2 separate regions of the Anas platyrhynchos genome follow, and region 1 is linked to region 2. Evidence: chromatin contacts called from public Hi-C data. All regions are on one chromosome and are shown on one strand. Each heading gives the region's core, a stretch centred on a gene start, on an enhancer-like site or on the middle of the called end of the contact. The rest is flanking DNA. Distances are from core to core; before and after follow the strand shown. Region 1 has its middle 30 kb from the start of TRNAI-UAU. Region 2 has its middle 79 kb from the start of TRNAM-CAU.

The links. A called contact is a pair of places that touch in the nucleus more often than the background predicts.
Region 1: a Hi-C map of subcutaneous adipose tissue shows a contact between it and region 2, with 2.3 times the contacts expected there. The contact joins two enhancer-like sites. A contact is called at or near these places in 3 of 8 Hi-C or Micro-C datasets (liver, small yellow follicle and subcutaneous adipose tissue).

The regions. Positions count from the first base shown.
Region 1 is chr3:41,872,669-41,877,972 of IASCAAS_PekinDuck_T2T, forward strand. No RefSeq gene overlaps it. Among named protein-coding and RNA genes, the nearest start is that of TRNAI-UAU, 30 kb to the right of the region's middle. Within about 2 kb of position 1,478, at least 2 of the 8 cell types and tissues checked have an H3K27ac peak or open chromatin away from gene starts, as enhancers often do. A contact at or near this core is called in subcutaneous adipose tissue, where this site is marked.
Region 2 is chr3:41,763,668-41,768,703 of IASCAAS_PekinDuck_T2T, forward strand. No RefSeq gene overlaps it. Among named protein-coding and RNA genes, the nearest start is that of TRNAM-CAU, 79 kb to the right of the region's middle. Within about 2 kb of position 3,299, at least 1 of the 8 cell types and tissues checked has an H3K27ac peak or open chromatin away from gene starts, as enhancers often do. A contact at or near this core is called in subcutaneous adipose tissue, where this site is marked.

The sequences.
Region 1 (5,304 bases), core at 228-2,727, 110 kb after region 2:
ACAAGTGTTCTTTAAAAATGTTGTTCGTCTGACCAGCTGTTTAATCAGTCACATCCTTCATCCATTTCAGACTTAAAATCACACGCGATAGGTAAAAAGTTGTCATACAAGTACAGAGGATATTACCTCCAAGTTCATGATACTATCCTGACCCCTGTATTTGGAGAGGACATTTATGGTCCTGGAGTGGAGATTTTAAGATTCTTGGTTGTTCAGAAAGTTTTTAAGGCTCAGTTCACACAGACAACCTATACTCAAGAACATCTTCCCCCCAAATTCAAGAAATATCCACTAAATAAAACCCTATTAAAAAAAATAAAATAATATTTCAGTCTTCCGAGGATTTAGCTTCTGATATTTGAATGCCTAGACTAGTACTGGCCAGGCAGATTTTGCAGGACTGGGGTTAGATGAAAAAAAACAAAAACATTGTCTCTGCTACAAATGTCAGCTAAAATAATGAAAAAACAGACAGACATATAGATACCCAAACCTTAACACACCATCACACAAGACCAAGGCCCTGATTTACGCCCCCCAAAATATCAAACTTCAAATCATATAAGGTAATAATATGAAACATGAGGAAGCAAAGGACAATGGATGGTTTGTGCTTTAAACAGAAGTATTTCAAAGTGCTTCAGTATGACTGACCTTTCTCAACATTAAGTACACTGTCTCATCACTTGCTCAGGACACAAGGGCCTTCCACAGCTACATCCTTGGCAAGAAGATTTTGGGGCAGCTGGGAATGAGTGAGAGGTTTGCTGTGTGACAGAGTCCACAAGCTTCAACACTTGTGGGGCCAGCACAAAGCCACAATCATACAGACACAGCAGCCTGGTCCTCTTGAAGCTAGCCAAGGTCTCAAGGACAGCTGAGTAGTGAGAAGCCAACCTCTCTGAGAGGTTGGTTTTGGAGACAAACTATCATGGAACGTGAAATGGGGCAGAAATACTGCTTTCAGTGTTGAGAGGGTTTGTGCTCTACAACACCTTGTAATGAAAGGCATGGGGCACTGATGGGAAGCACCTGATCTTAAAAAGCCAACATCAGCAACCTGGGACACAGGCTTTGGAGCCACTCCCCCAAACCCAAATTAAAAGTAGCAGTTTTCATTTCTACATGGTACACTTCAAATGCTGTTAGCAGACAGAGCTAGAGGCTTTAAACCTGGCTGCCAACTTGTATGAAAGGTTTCCTGGTTGTCCAAGAATACACAGCTTTTTTTTTTTTTTTTTTTTTTTTTTTACTAACAGCTCAGGAACGTTAAAAACATGCATCTCAGATACAACTGACATGGTTGCGTAATCAAAGGCCACTTAAAATTAGATATTAAGTTTGTTTTTCTGAATCTTGCTTCATCCAATCTATTTCATTATCATTTATTTTCCTGTTGACAGTTGAGGTCAGTGCAAGAGCAGTAAGTCATATCTCACACTTGAGGAGTTTATGCAATAGCTGGCAGCCAGACAATACTTCTGACATCTGGGAACTAATTTGCAAGAAAAGCTGGTGAAATGAGGCCATCCTGAGTTATAAACACAAGTCTAATGATATCTTCCAGCTTTGCAGATCACTTTTTATAGAGTGGAAACTATGCATTTGTGTGTATAGCTTCAATTGTCATTACAAAGCCTTTCCTATACACAGCTCTTGCTTAATCAATGAAACAAACCATCGGTTCACAAGAACCTCTAACACTTGAACAAGTTGTAATACTGAAGAGTTGCTTAAAAAACAGCGGATAATGAAAACTCAATTGCATACACACAGAAACAAACCATGGAGATATTCAGGCTTTGAATAACACCAGAACTCTGCATATTTCTGAATTCCTAGAAACCAGAAGCCGAGCTGAATAGTTGTTCTGTTTTAGCAGCAGATATTTACGTACAGCCATTCAGCAACTGTCAAGATTTCTGTTCTTTTGTGTAAAGCATCTTATTCATCACAGCCGATGTTTGCCCAGTTTCCCGCTATACCTTGAAGTGTTACGAGCTATCTATACACCACAAGGTAACCTGTGAAAGCATAATATTGACTAGATCCCTGTTTTCCATCTGTTATTCATTTCTAAAACAAAGAGATGATGTTCCTGCAGAGTTCTTATCTTTCTTCATTCATCACAGCTGAGGCTTTTCCTCAGGTTCCCCATATCCTTTTTGTCCTTGATTGTGAAGCTAATTAATAGAATATCACAAAGTTTTTATTGCAAAAACAAATAATAGCTTTATTTGCTAAAGCAGTTCTGCTGAAACTGATGTGAAACCAAGTGTCACAGAAGCCTTCATACACAGCTCAGGACAAATTCCCCAAGTGCAGTTTCAGGGAGGCATGGCAATTTTGGCCTGGTAAAACTGCAGCAGGAGCAGACTATCAGTTTGGAGCAGGCTGCATTATTCTGTACATTTTTCATGTGTTTCTACTTCAGTTTATTTTGATTCTTTGGACCACAGGTCCTCACTGCACATGCAATCGGAAGCTGCATGAAGTAGGACTTCCCAACAAGCCTTTTCTGTCTACTTTGCAGAAACCTCAGCAGACCACTCTAGCAAGCATCATGCTGCCTTGGCAGCTGTCTCACACAAGTGAGAGCAGCACACTACCACTTCCCCACATGGAAGCAAACCATATCTCTGCTCCTACTTACTCAGAAGTGACAGCAACTCACACATCGTGTCAAGCAGTGTCACCACACTGAACCTCACTCCAATGCTGAGCTTACTCATCAGCCATGCAAAAGAAAAACATAAGAGGAGTACCCGTAATGTGCCTAACTTGCCACTTTATAATCCTTCAGATTGAGAACAGGCATCCTTGGATGTCCATGTGCTCTATTCAGGATTATTTTTCCAGAAAGGGCATCTAGGAACAGAACTGAGCTTGTCGTCTCCTCCCATCTCTCCCACACTACAGCTCTGCAGCCCTAAGTATAGATGTCCAGTGGTCCAGCAGGCTTGTCCAGACTTGGTTCAAGATCTTCATACCAAGGGCACAGCTGTTGAACAGTCTCCAGTTTGGGGTCTTCAAGAAGATACTATTCATCAACTTGAATTTTATGTACACCATTTCCTTACCCCAGAACAGCAAGGAGGTTACCAGACTCCTGATACTGCTGCAACACTACTCTACTAGCAGAGCTGCCCCAGCCCCTTAAGGCTGGAGGTGATGAGCAGCGTGGTTTCCACAGTGTCCTTTAACCATTTCATAGAATCCTTCCAACCCAGTCCATAGGTTTATGTTGAGAAGAGACCTTAAAAATCATCTACTTTCAGCCCCCCTGCCATGGGCAGGGGCAGCTATTTCAGTTCTCTGGCATATTTTTTAAGTTAAAAGACCGGCAGAGCTGGCCAGGTAGTTGGTCTGTTCTGCTATCTCGGGTAATGAGAACAATGTAATACCTACATAGTCCTTAAACCATACCAGAAAGCACAGGTTATTCTCTATACTATATATCACAGAACAGCAAAACCTTAAGAAATGCATGTTTGTGCTATGCGTGCACCACATTTACTCATAACTTGTTTACTTTGAATCATTCGTAATTTCTGAAGCAAGATGCTATCCAGCAGATGCAGACATCAGCATTGTCCATATGACAGTCTGAAGAAAAGGTTCCATCTTAACAATAATCCTTTTCCAACTTAGATGATTCTGTGAATGCTGTGCTGCTCATAGAGCTCTAAGTGTTCCTCCGCCTTCTAACCTTTTCTATGCAACCACATACTGACATCCCTTAATGAAAGTGTTATTTGTTCAGCCTCCCATCCCCATAATGAATTTCAATTTGTTCAAAAAAAAAAAGTGAACAAAAGCATGGTACCCTTCCACAGCAATTGAATATATTTTTCTTTTAAACAGTACTGCAGTACTGTACAGACAAAACTCAAGGGGAAGCTCATGATCTGAAAATTTTTTCTAGAAGAGTTATGATGTTAACCAGCAAAATATTTAGAAATATGAAATTCCAAGAATTATGACATCTGGCCTACTTAATCTGAGCAGTATACTAGTTACAGGCTATGTCTGGATTATGAAATTGCTTTTAAATACATATATTTTAAAATTTTGTTTAAAAAGGAAACAATTTGCTTTCAAGGTATCTCTTGATATTCCTGTGGTGGGCAGGGGAGCACACTGAGCATAGACTAGCAATTTCCTTCCAGATCTTAAAACCAAAAAAAAAGCATTTTTTTTCCTGTAGAAAATGAAAAGAAAATTAACCACCCCAAATCTTACTGCTGTTTTACTCTACTGGGTAATTACACTCCCTAACAAGAACAGGCAACAGCTTTTCCAGATCAACTTGATCAATCCGGCTGCATTCACTTTTTAATTAGTTTCAGTTGTGTTTAGACTTTCATTATGCCAAGAGGATCTTTTTGTTCCTGTTTTGCTTGTCTTTTGTATGGGAGTTTCCTGGCAATCATTTGTTTCTCTCATTATTATAAGAGTTTAGTCATCTTAGATACCTTTGCTACCACAAAGTCATCTCTTTGCTGTGCTTACTGAATTTTAAAATCAGTTCCTTATTCTCTAAATGTAAAATGTCCTGCTTCCACACAGACAAAGCCTATTAATGCACTCACAATAGTGAAAATGGGCTTTTTCCAAGGCAACTATGAAGTACTGATTAGTAAGCTCTCATTATTAGAGTACAGTATTAACTTTTGTTGTATTGTAAAACCAAACCTCACCCTCCTCCTGTATAAATGTACATTAGTCTTCAGATTCCAAATACGTTTGATTCATTCTTTGTCACCTTGAAGTGACAGCCTGAACCATTTCAGAAAATTATTGGCAGAGACTAATTCACTAAAAAGTTCCTTAAATCAAGCTTTTCTTCCCATTTTGCTTACACCTGTTACAAGAGCCCTTTGTGCCTTACTTTCCATCATCTCTCCCCAGAGATGAAGTCTCATCCACAAGCAGCTCCATGCCTACATACTGCATGAAGAACTCCTGTATTTTAATACACTATTAATGCATGCTCTCAAAACCAAGTTCTTTGACTGCTAGTTCAAGTGGTAGTTGTGCTTGCAGATTTCACTTTTTTTTTTTTAAAAAAAAAAAAAAACAACACACAGGAAAACATTGGGAACAAGGTTAGACAACTGAAACCCAAGAGCAATAAAGCTGTCAGGAGTCAAGGCACCATTACCAGCTTGCTGAAGAGTCATGCATCTCCTACCTTTGCATGCTGACAGCAGTAGGAACAAAGTTACTACTATAGTAACATAACATTAAACTTGAAAAACTAAGCTGCATTTGCTTGGTATCTTATTGTGTGTGTATATATTT
Region 2 (5,036 bases), core at 2,049-4,548:
TTCAATTAAGATTTTGCTGTCATAACTGAAACAGTTATTTCTATTGAAGCTTTAAGAAATTTAATGTTCTAATTGCCAATAGACCTCCCATTGTGGTGATCAAATGGTAGAATATATTAACACATAGGTACTTTATTAAAACCAAAAGTAACACTGGCAAACTTCTATATATCACTTACCAACAGCACCTATTGTTCCTGAAAGCTAAAGCACATTTGGTATTAAATGTTTCTTATTTGTAAATTACGTTTAGTTTGTCTAGACTTTCAGCTTCTGTCTAATAAGTGGGAAATACAGAGTTTTAGCAAGCATAGGAAGAGGTTGAGAAGGAGTAATAGTATTCTACATTTGAAATTCACTATTGCTTGTAAATTATTGTTTTAGGGCCTTCTCTGAGCCTTTTTCCTGATAAAACTTACGTCATGTTCAAACTTACTACATATTTTTACCGACATATATATATATATATTCATATCATAAATATTTTATAAACACTATATGTTCATATCATAAATATAAACATATAGAAATATTTTTATGATATAAATCATATCTTGGCCGTAATCAGAGCATTTCTATTGTATCTCTATTATGAGGTTGTCACTTCATATGGGGCACCAGCTCAGGTTTTCAAATGTGGATATCTAACTTTGAGCACTTTTTTAATGGACATAATCATCCACTTAAAAAAAAAAAAAAGTGTAATATCTACTCGAAGCCAATAAACTAGATCAGCTAAGGACTAGATCAGCTAAGGGCTAAGGCAGAGATCTGTTTATAGTGCTAGTAATAGACAATATAGCATTACATCCAGGTATCTTTCCCTCTTATTCCCTCCTCCACCAACCATTGAATACCTATGTGTACTTATTTGCAGATGGATAAACTAGAAAACTAGAAATAACTGCTGTAAATGGTGCAAGCTTTTTTTTTTTTTTTTTTTTTTTTTTTTTTAAATACGGTAAAAGGAGTGCATACAAGCCTGGAAGATGATTTCATAAGAAACGTTTGTCTCATTCCTAGGGCTGGCTTAAAGGAGTTAAACAGCTTCATACTTGCCTTTGAGATTATTGCCAAATTTAGTTCTAAGCATAAACAGAGAAATTTGATAAAAGCACTCTAGATGAAGGAACAGAATTGCATGCAGACTCTGATGTACTTATGGCTATAAAATACAATATTTCTTCCATAGAGACAACCTCCGGAGTATCTGCTCTATTGCTTTAAACTACAAGATACCAGAAAATGTAGAGGTGCAGAATGGGACTGATGGATTGAGACTACCTTGAATTTGCCAAACCTCAAAAGAAGTTCTCTTAAATTCAGTTGCAGGTCTGGCTACATCTTGCTTCTTCTCCTCTAATACAGACAGAACTGTAGGATAAGAAAAGTCTTTGTGGTCTGGCAAGCAGCCCTAATTTCATGAGCGTTTCTCAATACCTAAAACTATAATAGCTGAAAACTTAATTTCAATTTTTATTGAAGTAGTCATAAGAAACCTTTCTTAAAGTGACATTTTTCATTTATGTGTAGATCCAGGCAAACTGCTTTCACATTAAGATTTACTTTCATTCAGCTGACAAAAAAAAAAGATATATTTCAATGAATTCACATAGAGTATATTTACACCCACACTCAGTACACAATGGCCAAATTTGTGTTCCCAGCAGAATTCTGTGTTTATTTCCTAGACTGCATTTTGAGTAAAAATTAACAATATATGTTCACCCAAAAATCAACAGCCACTTTTATAAATAAATAAATAAATATTTACTTCAGAAGCTTTCTGTGAATAGCCTGTATTTTCTTGTGAGACTACACACACTGCATGCAACAGTTCTGAAATTCTGAACTGAAAATGGCTTAGGAGGTCATGAGCAATGTTGGCAAGCAAGACCTCTGTAAGGAGTCTCAAGCTAAGAAATCAAAGATGACAGCTAAAACACATATTTCAGGAAACAGTGTGCAAAGAAGCAAAAAATAATCAAAACAAGAAAAAATCACATTTCACTAAATCACTTAGTAGTTTCTTGAACCACCTAGAAAAGTTTGAAGCCAATCATCAGACTTCTAGTGCCTCATAATATAGCCAGAAAAATAGTAACAGTTCTTGGAGAATTACGAGCTGCAATTAGAAGGAAAACCAGTAAAAATATTTAAGATTGAAATATAAGAAGCTAAGATTATAGAGTCATAGAATCATTCAGGTTGGAAAAGACCTCTAAGATCATCTAGTCTAACCTCTAACCTGGTACTGAAGTCCACCACCAAAACGTGCTGCTGAGTTCTAAATCTACCTGTTTCTTGAAGACCTCCAGGGATGGTGACTCAACCACTTCCCTGTGCAGCCCATTCCTACACCAAACAACCCTTTCAGTAATTAAGTTTCTCCTAATATCCAACCTGAACCTCCCCTGGTACAACTTGAGTTCATTTCCACTCATCTTATCACTTGGTGCTTGCATCTTATCACTTGGATCCCACTTACCACCTCACTAAAGATCATAGAATCATAGAATTTAGGTTGGAAAAGACCTCCAAGACCATCTGGTCCAACCATCACCCACTAAACCATGTCCCTAAGCACCATATCCAACCTTTTCTTGAACACCCCCAGGGACAGTGACTCCGCCACCTTCCTGGGCAACCCCTTTCCAATGCCTAACTACTCCTTCTGAGATATCCTAATGCAATGAAGATTTTTATCAGTCTTAGACAAAGTCTAAATTACACAGAGCAATGATGCATTTTACATCAACCAAAATGAAGACTAATAGAACTTATCTAAGAAACCATATTGGTACAAATATTACAGCAACATGAAAAAACACGCACTATTATACTTCCCAGTAATACACGACCATGACTCCTAGTCTCTCAGTAACATAGATCAAAATAAAGGGACACTCAGTAGAAACGAAATGCTGAAATAAATTGGTGAGATACTTTCAGATAAGACTTTTACGATATTCTGCATGATTTGATTTTAATGTTGATTTGCATTATCCTGGGTCTTTTGTCAAGGACTATAAGTATGTACTCTGAAGAGGGATGACTACATGAAGCACACCTCTCTCACTCTCTCTGCTTGGCAAAAAAGGATATTAGAAAAAGCTGCATCATTTATCTACAGGGGAATTAATGATTTTTCCTGGTATTGGAGGCAAGAAAGGAGAAGAAACTCTCTAAAGACAGTGCTGTAAGTATAGTAAAGGGTTTATAAAACACTGTGCCCTAGACTTGAGAAGTCAAGGCACCCTTCCAGTCCTATATCCCCAGTTGCTACGAAATATTCCTTTGCAAAAATAAAAAAGCATTGTGCAGAAACATGTGAGACTATGAAGCTGCTAAGGGACCTGGAGAGATTTGGTTCCAATGTTTGAATTAGGTAATCCAGAACTAACTTTGAAAACATTTATCATGATTGTGCAATCTATCACATGAATCTTAACTCAGCATACAATTACCTACAACAAAAGCTTGTAAAAAGAAAAAGAAGAGGAAAAAGAAAAAACCTTGACACTTCCCCACAAAACAATATCTTCATTCACAAATAAATGGTAGGGACAAAAATAAAAAGCCAGATTTTCTATTACAGCTAATATCACAGAAACACTTCATACCGCATATGCACACTCAATGTAAATCGAGAGATCATGAATCTTAACACAATATATCATCTGCCTGCTTTGCATAGAAGCCTAATTGCCTCTCCCCAGCAGCTTGGCTTAACCAATGATATTGAACAGGAAAAATCCTTTTGGCATAGGTGTGCATGTATCCCTGCTGAGTTAGCAAGGAAACCCCACAGTACAGCATGTTCAGGTGCCTAGGGTATTTCACAGGAAAGAAAACAAAAACAAAACAAAACAAATGGAGGAAGGAAAAAACTGTCTATTTTAAAGCAAACCTTTTAATCTTAAAGGCTGTTAGCTATGAAATCAAAATGATATTGTTTTGTTCTGTGTGAAACTGTCCCAGTGAAAGAGACTGTGAAATGGATAGCAATCTGAGGTGCAATTTTCCATTGCATATGTTTTTCAAAGATAAACATCTGATCAGAACAGTTTGCTGTTAGTAAGTGAAAATAAGAACCAGAACTAATACTGTAACTGCCAGCAGCTTCCAGATCATTAACTATTGTTTATTTCTCCTCATGTTCAGACATCAGACTGGAGTGATGGAAGATATAGTCATTAATTTGGGAGTCATTTCAAGATGTTCCCATAAACACTGAATCAGAATACTGGCAAGCTGCCTAAGAAAATTTGGTGCCAAGAACTTTTTTTTTTTTTTTTTTTTAGAATAGCGATTTTTATTGTTGGTATTATTTTCTGCTTTCTAGTCCCTTCAATAGACCAACTATGGATAGATCATCACAGAGTTTAGACAGGAACTGACTTCTTATACTTGGTTCTGTAGCTACAGATTTTTTTTTTTTTTTTTTTGCCTTTCTCACAACAAAACCTTTCAGAATGTTTCATCATAAAATATTAATTATTCTGCTCCTGACCTCTCTCAGCCAAAGGGAAAATTTGTTTTTCCCTAACAGAAGCTTATTAAAATGACAGGTGAGCTGTCAATAAATAAATAAATAAATAAATAAATAAATAAATAAATAAAAATAAATACAATAATCTCCAAGCTTTCATAGAAAGAATGTCTGTCCTTACTGGCAAACTCATGTTTATACAGTCCATACCATTTCTTAAAAAATAATTAAAAAGGAAAAAAAAAAGTATGTATATGTGTATACATATATGTGTGTGTGTGTATATATGACCTGTTCATGCTTTGAAAATGGACAACAGTGAAAGGGAAAAGCTACCACTAGGAATAGCAGTAAGAAACTAATGTAAACAACATATTAAGTATGAAATACTTAAAGGAAATGTTTAAAAGATACAGAATCCATCTTTTTACTTATGGGCCAGTTCTTCTTGACAAGCCCATAGTAAATGATGAACAACTACCTACAAAATGAAACCATTTCACACTTCCTGAGATTCTGAATCCTTGACCAAACTACTATGTTA